Linked DNA regions of Mus musculus: regions 2 and 3 are each linked to region 1. Evidence: chromatin contacts called from public HiChIP or PLAC-seq and Micro-C data. All regions are on one chromosome and are shown on one strand. Each heading gives the region's core, a stretch centred on a gene start, on an enhancer-like site or on the middle of the called end of the contact. The rest is flanking DNA. Distances are from core to core; before and after follow the strand shown.

Region 1 (4,529 bases), core at 972-3,471:
AATACAGTATGAGCCGTTCAGTGATGTCAGTCTATATTCCACTCAACAGCAGCCGCAGCAGCAGCAGCAACAAGAACAACAACAAAATTAATTGAGTAATACTGTGTGCCTGGCACTGTAGAACTTCCCCTCAATTTATTTGATTTCTATCCATAACATCACCATAAGAATTATGTTTAATTTAAAATATTTACCAATATAATAAAACAAAGCATATTGACCAACCATTTGACTTAGAGATTCTTTAAAAAAATAATGTCTTTTATTAATTTTTTTGAGAATTTTATACAATGTGTTTTGCTTATATTTATCTCTCTCCCCTAACTCCTCCAAGATCCTTTCCAACTTCATTAGACCTCATGCTCCTCCCGACCCCCACTGAGTCCAGTATGTGTTGGCCAACAACTCCTGGGTGTGGGGACTGCCCTTGAGTGTAGTTGACTAGGTGTCACAGTATTGAAGAAAATTGATTTGCCCTCTCTCTGCAGCATTCAAATACCAGGAGCTCAAGCTAGGGTTGGGACCTCATGCCCACCTCCCCTCTTCCATGCTGGGGTTTTGTCTGGCTTGAGCTTTCTCAGGTGTTGTATATTGCTATCACAAGTACTGGGAGTTCATATGTGTATCTGCCCTGCTGTGTCTGACAAACACTCTTTTCTTAAGGCCTCCACTGCCTCCGACTGTGAGAATCTTTCCAACATCTTGTCAGCAATGGTTCCTGAACCTTGATAAGAGGGTTGTGATATAGATGTCCCTTGTAGGGCTGAACATTCTGAAGTCTTTTAATCTCTTCATATTAGAATCTCTATGGTAATTGCTGTCCACAGCAAGAAGAGGCTTCTCCCATGAGGCCTGAGGAGTGCACTGATGGCTATAGCAGCAACTCATTAGGAATCACTTTAATGCTATGTCTTTTAGCAGATTACAGTAGTAAAATTTCCCCTAGGGCTCATGACCTTTGTAGCCACAAGTTTTTGGCTCTGTTGACACTATCATATATAAGTTCTATCTCTTGAAACAAGTCTTAATTCAATGAAAAGGTAGTTGGTTACTCTCAAAATTTTTCTGCCTTCTTTGCATGACATCAGTGGGCATGTCTTGCTAGGCCAGTCATTAATCTCATTTGCAAGGGTCCCTGCTGGCCGTGACCTATGTTGGCTTTTCTCCTCCGTTAGCTTTCAGCTTTATGAAAGGCAGACAGTAGGGAGGAAGCTTCCAGTTGACTAACTAGCTGGATTCCCCCATTTTTATATACTTTTTATTAGGTATTTTCCTCATTTACATTTTCAATGCTATCCCAAAAGTCCCCCATACCCTCCCAACCACTCCCCTACCCACCCACTCCCCTACCCACCCACTCCCATATTTTGGCCCTGGCGTTCCCCTGTACTGGGGCATATAAAGTTTGCAAGTCCAATGGGCCTCTCTTTCCAGTGATGGCCGACTAGGCCATCTTTTGATACATATGCAGCTAGAGTCAAGAGCTCCAGGGTACTGGTTAGTTCATAATGTTGTTCCACCTATAGGGTTGCAGATCCCTTTAGCTCCTTGGGTACTTTCTCTAGCTCCTCCATTGGGGGCCCTGTGATCCATCCAATAGCTGACTGTGAGCATCAACTTATGTGTTTGCTAGGCCCCGTCCCCCATGTTTTATAAGACTCCAGCATATGGTATCTTCAGCCTTGGGATCTTACTGTACAGTTCTAGAAGGTAACTAATACCCTGTAATGTTTTAATGAAGGTTGTGTGGCCCTCTTTGGCTCATAGTTTTATTATATTAGTGTTGTATTTTATACTTAAGTTTTAGAATCATTAGAATATAGAAAGTTTTCCAATTCTATAGCATCTGAACAGCTGTCGTTCCTACCATGCCTATAAACAGAAAAGCGACATGTATTTAGCTACATAAACTTAAAGAATGTGTGTGTGTGTGTTTTAAAGAAAATAAAATTCTGAAAAGAGATACTTCTCCTTTAAGGTGTAAGTGAATTTGTTGTAGTCTTATAATTTAGGATTGCCTCTATGGCAACAGAATAACACCTTTAAAAACTTTCAGTTTGTTTCCAATTGTCTAGCTATTGTGAATAGATCAGAAAGGAACATAGCTAAGAAAGTATTCATTGAGTCAGTCCTTTGGGCACATGACAAGGAGTGGTACTGCTGGGTCATCTGGTAGTCCTATTTTTAGCTTGGTGTGAATTCTTCATAATGATGTTCATAGTGACTGCATGGATTCTCAATCCCACTAACAATGACTAAGTGCTCCCTTGTGGAGAGAATATCTCGTGTATTGTATGGGTACGTTGTCTGTCAATTAAAAAGCCTATAGCCTATTGCTTAGGCAGGAAGTAGAGGTGGAACATCAGGATGAGGAAGCATTCTGGAGAGAGAAGGTGGGAGAGTCACTGAAAAGATGTGACAAGGCAGATGCATGGTACCTGAGCACAGGAAACCGGCCACATGGCAGAATGTAGGCTAGAATAAATGGGGTATTTTAAGTCATATCTAGTCAGAGAAGAGCCTAGCTATATGGCCAAGGCATTCAAGGTGTCAATATATTTTGAGTCTGAGTCTTATTCCTGGGAGCATGGGGCTGAGAGGAAGAGCCAGGGTTTAACTTCTACATCCCCTCCCCCACATCCTCATCAGCATGTGCTATCAGTGGTTTGCTTGATCTTAGCCATTCTGACTGGGTCGAGACGAAATCTCAAAGTATTTTTAATTTTCATTTCTCTGATTTCTAAGAATGTTGAACAATTTTATAGCTCTATCTTAGCTATTTTGATTTGCTCTTCTGAGAACTCTCTGTTCAGAACCATAACCCATTTTTTAAATAATAATAACAATAACCCAGGTCATTCGTTTTCTTGACTCTGTTTTGAGTCTTGGTATATTCTGGGTCTTAATCCTATCTCAGATGTATAGCTGGCAAAGATTCCCACTCTGCAGTTTCTTCTCCACTCAGTTGATCAATGTGCATCCACACGGTGAAATATTATTTAGTTATAAAGGAAAATGAAATCATGAGTTTTGAAGGTAACTAATGGAATTACAAACTATTATACTGATGAGTGTGGTGACCTGCCACACACTTCAAACACAAGAATGAATTTGACCCGGAAGTCTTCCTGAGGACCAGTTCCCCAAGCTCTAGGAAGCCCTTGGGCCACAAACAGCACTGAATGCCTCTTCCACACTGTATGCCTCTCCCACACATGGCCATCTTCATGTGTACACATGTTTGCTTGGAATCTAATTGAATGCTTGTTTTTACAAAGCCTTATATAATATAATTATTCTATGAGTATTTGCTGAATTTTTAGCGAGTAAATCATCAAATCCAGCTAATTTCTTTTTGCCATAACTTTCTTAAACTTTGTTTGTCTTTACCACTTTAGTCTTCAATGTGCATATCTTTCTTGCTTATTTCTCTTTCAAAACTTATTTCATGGACTGGAGAGATGGCTCAGAGGTTAAGAGCACTGACTACTCTTCTGAAGTTCAATTCCCAATAACTACATGGTGGCTCACAACCATCTGTAATGGGATCTGATGCCCTCTTCTGGTGTGTCTGACAGCTGCAGTGTACTCATATACATAAAAGAAATAACCCTTATTAAAAGCCCCTTATTTTATTTTTGATTACATGCATGTGTACCCGTGTATGGGTCTGTGCGTGTGAGTGTGGTTGTCTACAGAGGACAGAAGAAGGGTTTGCAACCCTCTGGAGCTGGAGTTACAGGCAGTTGTGAGCTGCCACGTGGATGCTGGGAACTAAACTCAGGTCATCTGCAAGAGCAGCAAGTGCTCTTGACTGCTGAGTCACCAACCTTCCTCATTTTTGTCATATAGACATCTGCCTTCTGTTCATTTCCCACCACTTACTTCTCTTGTAGTCAGTTGGAACACAATGTGTCTATGTCTGACATGACTCCAACCTTTAGAAATTCTTCCTTACCTCATGTTGAATACTGTTCAAACTCATGTCCGGCCATTAAGATCTTGGACTTGCCTCTTACTTGTACCAGCACATTTCCAAGATCTGGTCGCACATATTCCCGTTCTTTACTGCTCATCATGTTAAGACTGCTGCTTCATCTACTTCCAGTGAGCCTCCTCTGTTCACTATCAAACCAAATCCTAAATCCTCCATGTCTAACTTCAATTTCCTTCTTCTTTCTAGTGTATCATAGCAAAAATGCCACCACATCTGTACAATCTCAACACTCCAACTGCATCTGCAACGTTCTTTTATGGCCTCTCTTTTTTGTTCATGTCAAACAGAATTTTGTTACCACATTCATAGCACTGTGATTTCCCAAGGGTAATAGTCTTTTTAAATCTAGTTAAGCAAATTTTTTTCTGTAAGTTATACATAAGGACTATTTTAGCTAGGTGTAGTGGTGCACATCTTTAATACCAGCACTCATGAGGCCGACACAGACAGATCTCTATCAGTTTGAAGCCAGTCTAGTCTACACAGTGAGTTCCAGGATCACAGAGTGAAACTCTGTTTCAAAAAAGTCTTA
Region 2 (4,866 bases), core at 107-2,606, 75 kb before region 1:
GAGTTGGGGTCTTGATAAGGTCATTTGGGAGATGGATGGTGGTGACAATTGTACAGTGTAAAAGTACTTAATGACATAAAAACAATTACAATGTTGAGCTTTTTAAAGAGTTCTTTACTGAAATAAAAGTGAGTGTGTAGTGCAACAACACACACTCACACATATGAAATGTGTAAACTCACTGCAAAACAATGGAGTTTTCATCATCAAACTCTCTATGGCCTGTGTTTTGTAGCCATCAGGAAGCAAGGAGCATTTACTGAACTTGCAGGAATTGTTCCTTTCACTGAGTCCTGCTGTGATTTCTGGCCAGCCTTTTACTGTTTCCTGTAATACTTGGTTACTTAGACTTTTATCAGACTTTTAAAACAAGCCAGGCATTTTGATATGGGAAAGGAAAGTTATTTCCTTAATATAGTGTTTCCTCCTGATAGCATACATTTGATGAAAACAAAATAAATTAGCAAATAATCATTTTCAAGGCTTGTAACCTGAAAAATAATCTCCACAAACACAAACAAGGACTAAAATGTTTTATAATTGGTTTGTGGCTGCTCACTGTGAAAATTTACACCTCCTTTCTTTGAGTTCTAAAACTTCAGAACAGTTTCCTTTATTTTAACAGCACAGCCCCTCTTCTCCCACCACAAGCGCTCATGTTTGTTTGGCTTACAAGCTACTATATATTTTTAGCATATCACCTGTAACAATGCCATATCACTGCATAATTTCCAAACTAAAGCTTTTCTAATGATCACTTGTTAATCTTTCTTAACACCTATGGTATCATTGTAGCTATTACACAGGCATCCGTAAACCCACACTCTCCCACTGTCCCTGGCATTGTTGCAGTTATTATACATACTTAGTTCAGTTCCAGCACTTAGAAAACTCATGTTGCCATCCTTAAAACTAGGATTGCTTGAAGCATTGCCATGGACGGTGGGTATAAGTCCAACTTCTAGTGGCACTAGAAGTGCCACTTCTAGTGTAATGTTTGAAGAGCCCAGAGATGATTCTGTGTTGTATGGTCTTTTCATTCCTACAACTACACTGCTTCTGTGAGACACTGGCACCTAGGAAGATACCCTGTGCTGACCCTCAGTACACATGTATGAATAAGGTATAGACTGTGACAAGACACTGAAATCTTGAAGATATTACCACTTGTAAGTATGACAGTTAATATGTTAAGAGTCACTTAGGAAATTCATCTCTAGACATGAACATGAAGGTTGCTGAACTGAGGTGGGAAGACACGTGCTAACTGTGGCAGCACAGTCCACAGACTGCAGCCCTGGTCTCAGTATGAGCATTCATCTTTCCCTGCTTCCTAACTGCAGATGCAGTGTGACTCAGCTACCTCCAGTTCTCACGGTCATGCTATTCTGGCCACGCGGAGCTTGTTGGGAATAAGCAAAGGAATGTGACTAAGTACTGACATTTTACTTCAGACTCCGTTTTACCTAAGCTGACCAACTCCCTCTCTAAGCAACAATGGTTCCTCAAAACATAATGCCTATTCCTAACAACAGAAAGAACCAATAGATTTGATTGGTTGGGCACAACCACTTATATTCAGTCACTTGACAATGATGGAACACTTGGGAAAGTCCCTAATCCCGAAGTGCTGACTGGTGAAAATTACAACTGTAACTTGGCCCAGATGCTCATGGGTTTTATGTGTATAAACCCTGCTTCAGCCCCTAGTCGAGGGCTGTCAGAAGAAACAAGCTTTTGGAATCCCTGTCTGGTGTCCTGATTAATCAGCAACCACTTACCTGGTGAGAATAATAAAGGATTTTGCTGTTTCATGGTATATCCCCTCTCCATCCTCAAGGTGCACAATGGTCACAGTGTAACAGGTATTTAATACTCTCAAGCTATAAGCCCAGGTAACTCAAGCTGCCTTATCAGGTATATCACAGCAACACTAAACCTAACTAATACTGTAACCTAGAACCTGTATATCCCGGCTGATGATGTTTCCTTTTCTCACTCCTTTAAAAGTCTCAGGCATGGTCTTCCCCTATGGAAAGGAGCCAGCTCGGGTTTTCCATTTGGGATAAGGGGATGCTCTGGCACTTTGGTCTCACTTTTGGTTCACAATTTAAAGTAGGGAGCCTCTCTATACTCTGGCCTCAGTTATGGTTTGCCATCTGAGGTTAGGGAGTGCAGAGACTTCAGTCTCCACCCTAGGTCATCCCACAAGGTCAGGGAATCAGCAGAAAATCCAGCATGTATTCTCTACAGCTCTTCCTTATTTATAGAGAAATAGTAACTGTGGCAGGCCACTCTGTTTCCTGGTGCTCATGTCCTCCTTTCTTTCCTCCATATCGTATCCAAACTGTCACAACTCCCACAGTATAGTACCCATGATCTAGATAAAGTTCCTGACACACAATTCAAAATAAGTTCATAACAAGCTAAAGAGAACATGCATATATTCAAGAACACAAACTGGATAAAAGAAGGAAGTCAGTTTAGATTATGAAAATAGAAGTCAAAAGGAAATAGAAATATTGAAGAAAAAACAAACTGATAGAAATGAAAAACACAATAGGTCAAGTCAAAGTGCAGTGAAAAGCCCTGCCAATAGAAGGGATCACATGGGGGACAGAACTTCAGGACATGAAGGCAAAGGAGAGGAATAGGATCACACAGATATATACTTAGGGAAAATCTTTAGGACACTATGAAAGGCAAATTAATGAATTATGGGCATGGAAGGAGAAGAATAGGAAATGTTTTCAGTAAAAATCACAGAAGATCATTTCCCAAATCTTGGAAGAGAAATGCCTATCCAGATACAAAAACATCATACAGACAGGATAATAAAAGAAACACCCATGCTACAGAGTTAAAACACTAAATTTATAGAACAAAGAAAGTACATTAAAAGCTGCAAGCAATAAGGACCAAGTTGGACTAGAAAAGAAACAGCCATGTCACAGAGTTAAAACACTAAATATACAAAACAAAGTTAGCACATTATAAGCTATATGCAAAAAGGATCAAGTGACATACTAAGACAAGCCCATCAAAATAATTGCTAACTTCTCAGAGGAAACCTTAAAAGCTTGAAGACTTGGAAAAATACGCAACTCAAATTCTTAAAAACCACAACTGTCAATATACCCAACAAAACTATCTATCCTAAATGAAGGAGAAAGGAAAATTTAGCATTACAAAGGCAAGCTAAATGTAACTTATGACCAAATAACTAGCCTAATAGAGGCTACTGTGAGGAATTTTTCAGACAGAAAGGAAAGATTAAAAGGAAAGAAACATAGTCAAAGAAAGACAAGTTATACAAGAGGACCAAAACCAAAGCCAAACCAAAACAAAAAAACCAAGCAACCAACCCAACAAACAAACAAACAAAAAAAAAAAACCCTACAAAATCAACAGAAAGAAAAGAATCAACATACACTTTTATGTCCTAGGCACAGAGAGAATCTAGCAGATAGGATTAGAAAACAGAACCCTTCCTTTTGTTGCTTCTAAGAAATATACTCTGCCATCAAAGATACATTGTCTTAAGGTAAAAGGGTGGGAGTTTTTAGAAACAAATAGGACTGAGAAAAAGCAGACATCCCTATTCAAATACCTATAAAAAAAGACTTCAGAGTTAAATCTAACCAGAAGATATAAAGACAGTTCAAAATCTGTAAAGAAACAGCCCAACTAGGATATTACAATTCTAAATGCACCAAATACAGGCTCACCAAATTTCATTAAACATATGCTTCTTTAATAAAAACACAAATTTATCATACTGCAGTAATAGTTGGTGACTTCACTATCTCAGACTTTCACCATTACAGTCATCAGATAATAAAGCCACACCACATATCAAATGGAACAAAGAGACACTTCAGAACATCCCACCAAAATTCTACAGAACACAAACTCTTCTTAGACATCCATGATACCTTCTCCAAAATGGAATTACAAACTAGGATACAAAGCAAGCCTTAATACAGAGAAAGTAAAGCAATCTCTTTTATATTTTATCTGAGATCACAAGGTAGTAAGACTACAAATCGATAGCAAGAGAAATTATAGAAAATACACAAATTCATGTAAAATAAACAGCACAATATTGAATGAATGGAACATAAAAGAAATCAAGAAGGAAACTGAAAAATTCCTAGAATTGAATGAAAAATGAAGACACAATATACTAAAACCCATGGGATACATGATAGTCCTAAAGTTTATAGCTCTAAGTACTGATAGTAAAAAAATCAGAAATATCTCAAATAAACAACCTAACTATATACCTTTAGACATCTTTTGAATATGATACAGCTGCTGCCATTATGAACTCTCTGTGTGCACATACATACACACCAAGTCAATTTTAGAGTGTATTTTAACAGGCTATTCAGCTCCTCAGAGTGATGAACTAAAATCACTATTGTGAAACAAATGTGAAAAGCACACATGACTAGACAGTAGGCATAAAAGTTTGATTTCTTTATCCTGTTATTATGACACATGCATACCAAAAGAAAATGCATTTGGAATTACAAAGTTATTTAAAATGTTATCTGCATTTCTCCATTTGTTTTGTCTTACTCTATTGGATGGCCGTTGACATACAATCCTTGTGTCTTACTTAAATTCCTCAGTGCTGGGATTTCAGGCACAAATCACCTGACTCAAGTCAAAATAATTATTTTGGCCATATAGGATTTTCTAAGGTGTTCTGGTTAGTCTTATGTCAACTTGGCATAAGCTAAAGTCATTTGAGAAGAGGAAACCTCAATTAAGAGGAGGCCTCCATAAAATCAGGTTGTAGGCAGGGCTGTACAGCATTTTCTTAGTGATTGATGGGGGAGGGCCCAGCACATTGTGGGC
Region 3 (4,852 bases), core at 1,017-3,516, 86 kb after region 1:
ACAAAACAAAACAAAAAAAATTTCATTTTAGAGAAAAAGGAATTCTATAAAGTAGGTAAGAATTGTCAAGTGAAAAAGTAGGTAAGAATTGTCAAGTGAATGATCAATTTTCTGAAGTAGATAAAGGATAGGTAATTGTAGCCTAAGACAGCAACTTGTAAAGGCAACACAATGTCTAAGCCCTTCTAAGCATGGGGCCGGGGCGGGAGGAGGAAGGAAGTAGGAGAAGAAAACAGAAAACCCCCATAATGTGCATGTCTGAAGTACTTATGCATCTAATCTAGCCATTAAAAACCAAAAACACCAGAGAAGGAGTGGGAAAGAAGTTTTTAACAAATAATCGAAATGTTCCTCTCAAACTTCGCTTGATTTGTGGCTTGGGAATCATTTTATCCGGCCATGGTGGCTATGTTTAATCTCAGCACTCAGGGAGGCCGAGACTAGAAAAAAAAAAAAAAGAAATCATTGTATGGAATATTATTAGTCTGCCACTCTCTCTCTCTCTCTCTCTCTCTCTCTCTCTCTCTCTCTCTCTCTCTCTCTCCCTCCCTCTCTCTCTCTCTCTGAGATGAGAATGAGAGAAGAATTAGGGAATCTTACTTCATAGTCTAGGTTGGCCTGAACTCTGTTTCAAAGAAACCTGATAAAAAGAAGGAAGGGAAGTATGGCTAATTAACATTCAAAATGCTTCAGAATTCTTTGATTTAGATCAATAAGAATGTTTTGAAATCTCACTTCCAGAGAGATTTCAAATTTTAAGTTAGTCACTTTAAAAACCACTTTTGATTGGAGTTAGCAGGTCTAGGTCCCCAAACCAAGGGCAGCTTTTCTTTGACAATCCCTTCTCTGAGAGTTACAAAGATGCTGAAGCGCTCAAGACTGTCTTAAGTGATAAAACTATAATTCTGCTTCTGAAAAATATTTATCTCACCCTTGATGTGTAGTGACTGATCTGACAAAATCAGATCTTGAGGCTTCTCCTATCTTTAATAAAACAACAAGGACAATACTGGAAGTCAGTTGCTGAGCCACAAACTTTGGAATGGCGGTCTGGGAAGCTCTACGAGGGAGAAGAGTCTGCTGCCACCTGGTGGACGCTAGGCGTAATCACGTTTGCTTTAACACCTCACAGAGTCCGAGCAGGCCCACAGCCCTGCGTGGTTTGGTTGTCTTTGATGAGGGGAGCCTACAAACTATTAAGAGTCTTAAAGGACTGTTAGACAGGTGTTAGAAATGCGTTTTATAAAATGAGGTGCACAAACAAACAAGTATCAGATGACAAATTCCTGGCTCCCACCCAGATCTAATAAATAAGTATCCAAGGTAAGGCCATGCCAATCTTTACTCCCATGGAAATGAAAGTTGGAAAACGATGTAATAAAACACAAGAAAGACATACGGGCATGGTGGCTTATCCTGTATCTCATACTTAGTTCCTGACTTGCTTTGGTTTGAGATGCGGGGGGGGGGGGGGGGGGGGGGGCACTCATGAAGCCCAGGCTAGCCTCCAAATTCGTCTATAGCTGAGGGAGACCTTTAACTCCTAATCTTACTGCCTTCACCATTGCACCATTATGCTGGCTTTCAGCAAGACTTTCCTAATTCAGATTCCAGCGTCGATGGAGCTCATACTAGGCTGCCGTGAAGAATTAGTTAGCCATATCCAAACATTGACAAGCAGGTCAGGTATTCATCCTTGGGTGCTAAGTGTGGGAAAAAAAAAAAGAAAAGAAAACTCAAAATGGCAGATTCATGCCTTAGACTGACACCTGGGGTATCCAGGTTACTCAATAGTGGATCTTATTCTGGAGTGAGCAGTTGTTGACGGCATTTATACATTTGAAACACACTGGGGAAAAATGACCAAGGGTAAACCAATTCAAGACCCAGTTGTGGCTTTTGGGGTTTGGCTGTTTGGGGCCCAGTTGTGTTTTGTCTTTAGCTATGACTAGACGTCACACATGAAAATCTAAGCCATTTCTGTTTCATTATATCCGAAACAAAATTCCAAATCCAAGCTTGTTTTGATTTGTGATTCTTTTTTAAAGGTCGAGTCTTCTGAGCTCCGACTTCTGCTTCTGACTCATAGACATTCTAGAAGTACCAGAAAATCCACAAAAATTCCCTGGGCGGAGGTGGTCATGTTGACGTCCCTCCCTGCATGGCTTCTGAGGCTTGTGTCTATGCCTTCCCAGGCCCTGGGCGCTTGCTCTGTGGAGACCTAGATTTCAGTCTGGCTTTGGAAAGCAACCATACCTCTTAGGCAAGATCAAGTACTGCAAAACAGGTCGGGTCATTGACCCTTTGTCCCCAGAGGGAGTTGCAGCAGGCCTGGGGACAGTGAGGTGCAGTGAATGAATGGGTCAGTGGGTGTTGTCAGGGCAGGAACACACAGTGAGACTCTATCTCAAAAATAAAAGGGTTTGTGTGCGTGTGTGTGTGTGTGTGTGTGTGTGTGTGTGCACCTCTGTGTGCTGAGAGAGTATTTGCATCATCTCGGGTAATCCCACATGGAATTTACTTAAGAGGTGATTATCTTTTGATCATACCAAATCAAACCAGTCCCTTTTTCCTCCCCAGCATCAGGGATGGATCCTGGAACCTCATATTTTCTGGGCAAGCACTGTACTGTTGAGCAATGCCCTGTCCCCAAATCACAGCTTCTTAATTCCTAATTTTGCGGGAATTTTTGTCACTCGGTATTATTGTCACTAAATTTGAGGGTTTTCTTTTGTTCTTTCTCACGGATCTCCGTTTTCTCTTGGTCCTCTACGGTCCTGGTAGCAGTGAGCACAGTCTGGCACATACCAGCCTACAAGGGCTGGGAATTTGTTTGATGGAGTCTGTTCAGCACACTTGTCTGAAATGTAAGGTGTGGTCTACGGTTGCTTGGAAGTATTTGACAGGGACTGTGCTGGCTAATTTTATGAACTTGACACAGACTAGAGACATCTGAGGAGATGGAGCCTCCATTGAAAAAAAAAAAAAAAAAAACAAAGGGCCTCCAGGAGGCTGAGCTACAGGCAAGTCTGTAGGGCATTTTCTTAACGAGTTCTTGATGAGAGAGTTCAGTCCAATGTGGGTGGTGCCACCCCTGGGCTGGTGGTCCTGGGTTCTATAAGAAAGCAGGCTGAGCAAGCCCCGAGGAGCAAGGCAGTAAGTAACATCCCTCCATGGCCTCTGCATCAGCTGCTGCTCTATTTGAATTCCTGTCCTGACCTCCTTCAATGACAGACAAGAATGTGAATGGGTAAGCCAGATGAACCCTCTTCTCCCCAGCTCGCTTTTGGACATGGTGTTTCTTCACAGCAATTATAAGCCTAAGACAGGGAGGGTTGTCTGTCTTGGGGGAATCTTCCAATGGGGTCTGCATAGCAGGAAGGGTTGATCCCCCCACCCCAGGTACATCTAGGGTGGCTGCTGCCTCAGCTGGAAGTGTCACCCTCACAGGTCCCAGTGATAACTACTCGTCTTCTTTGAAACACTGGAAGCTGGCGAGTCTCGCATTATAATTCTGCTTAGTAGTACTGTTAGGATGCCCAAAGTGATGGGTTTTGAATTACCCAACTATCTAACAGGAAATTTCTTTGAATTCTCTCGGGGGGGGGGGGATGCATAAAGCCAAGGAATCATTCCTTTTGTTTAGTCTGCATTTCTTCTTGTGCACACCCCTCCTCCTTCCCTCCATCCTACCCCCTGCATCACCAACCCCCTTTTTCATGTTCTGTTGGGTTTTTATTTTATTTGATTCATTCCAGGGCCTCACACACACGCTAGGCAAGTGATCTACCACTGAGCTATATATTCCTAGCCCTGACTCCATTTTCTAAATCGTATCCCTTGCCTAGCCAGAGGCTGTGACCCTGTCACACAAACTCGCTGTCAGAGCCGTATCCCCCCCCCCCCCACCTTATAGCTATGTCTTTCTTAGAGACTTATTTCCATTTCCATCAAGCTCCCATAGTATATAAATTTATGGTCTATCTTCGGATGAAAGGGTCCTTCCCAAGCCTATTGTATGGAAAGCCATTTATCCAACACGGAACTTCATGCGGAATTTGCTTGCCCAGCAGACAACTAGCAGGTCTTCTGGAGTGAGAAGGCAGGGTGGAAACAATGTAGCCATGGATGCAGAGTACTGGCGTTGCCAGCAGGTGTATGTATCAGCCTCACCCACTATCCAAAGCTCAGGACCCGCACAAAAACTACATTAAGCCTTTTGAACCCAAGAAAGAACAAAAACATCTCCAAGTTGGGTCAGTAGATCTAAATGACAGGCCAACAGAGGAAGCAGAGGGGGCAAGCTCTTCAGTTTTATTTCCCCTTTTTAACTTCCTATTTGACAGGTCGTTATTAAACATTCTGAATTTCAGGTGTTCCATTAAGTAGCAAACCACCTTCCCTCTCCCGGTAAATCCCAGGAGTAAAAGCAGTGTGGCTGGTTAGGAAGGCAGAGCACACACTGAGTTGTTAACAGAATGCTAGCTCACAGTGTACAACCTAGGGCAAGGTCTCCAGCCTTTGTGCCTCGGAACCCCATCAACAATCCATAAAATGGGCACAAAAATGCTACCTCCTTTACCTGGACAACCAATCAAAAGGGTATTGTAGGAAAGATACTCAGCTGATGCCGGGCTAAAGTTTTTGTAAACTCAGTATTCTCATTATAGTTTATGTAAAACACTCACATATTTTACGACTATCAATAAGCTAATTGTCCTTCCTACCTTCTGCCCACACTCTAGTCCTCGGAAGCTTTGAAACTGTGTGAATGGCCGCCCCAGCTTCTGTCCCTAACTGACATCCTGATAGGGACTGCAGGTCTTCATTCAGGGTTGTCCAGTGTGTCAAA

The links. A called contact is a pair of places that touch in the nucleus more often than the background predicts. HiChIP or PLAC-seq counts read pairs in DNA pulled down with a chosen protein or histone mark.
Region 2: a contact with region 1 is called in a Micro-C map of the HL-1 cell line, with 3 times the contacts expected there. The contact joins two enhancer-like sites. A contact is called at or near these places in 2 of 39 promoter capture datasets (3T3-L1-derived adipocytes and pre-B cells), 3 of 484 Hi-C or Micro-C datasets (the HL-1 cell line, cardiomyocytes and nephron progenitors) and 1 of 9 other capture datasets (pancreatic islet).
Region 3: a contact with region 1 is called in an H3K27ac HiChIP or PLAC-seq map of the NIH/3T3 cell line, with 2.4 times the contacts expected there. The contact joins two enhancer-like sites. A contact is called at or near these places in 2 of 15 datasets of contacts at CTCF or cohesin (the NIH/3T3 cell line and embryonic stem cells), 8 of 484 Hi-C or Micro-C datasets (the G1E-ER4 cell line, the HL-1 cell line, astrocytes and 4 more), 4 of 115 datasets of contacts at active chromatin or transcription factors (the NIH/3T3 cell line, VIP interneurons, cardiomyocytes and 1 more) and 1 of 9 other capture datasets (adipose tissue).

Annotation. Positions count from the first base shown.
Region 1 is chr3:123,016,805-123,021,333 of GRCm38.p6, forward strand. The region is part of intron 3 of Myoz2 (myozenin 2); the gene reads right to left. Among named protein-coding and RNA genes, the nearest start is that of Myoz2, 16 kb to the right of the region's middle. Within about 2 kb of position 2,222, at least 24 of the 459 cell types and tissues checked have an H3K27ac peak or open chromatin away from gene starts, as enhancers often do. A contact at or near this core is called in the HL-1 cell line, the NIH/3T3 cell line and heart atrium, where this site is marked.
Region 2 is chr3:122,942,220-122,947,085 of GRCm38.p6, forward strand. The region is part of intron 14 of Usp53 (ubiquitin specific peptidase 53); the gene reads right to left. Among named protein-coding and RNA genes, the nearest start is that of 1810037I17Rik, 20 kb to the left of the region's middle. Within about 2 kb of position 1,357, at least 35 of the 459 cell types and tissues checked have an H3K27ac peak or open chromatin away from gene starts, as enhancers often do. A contact at or near this core is called in the HL-1 cell line, where this site is marked.
Region 3 is chr3:123,102,310-123,107,161 of GRCm38.p6, forward strand. All of the region lies in intron 4 of Synpo2 (synaptopodin 2), which reads right to left. Among named protein-coding and RNA genes, the nearest start is that of Myoz2, 70 kb to the left of the region's middle. Within about 2 kb of position 2,267, at least 45 of the 459 cell types and tissues checked have an H3K27ac peak or open chromatin away from gene starts, as enhancers often do. A contact at or near this core is called in the NIH/3T3 cell line and heart atrium, where this site is marked.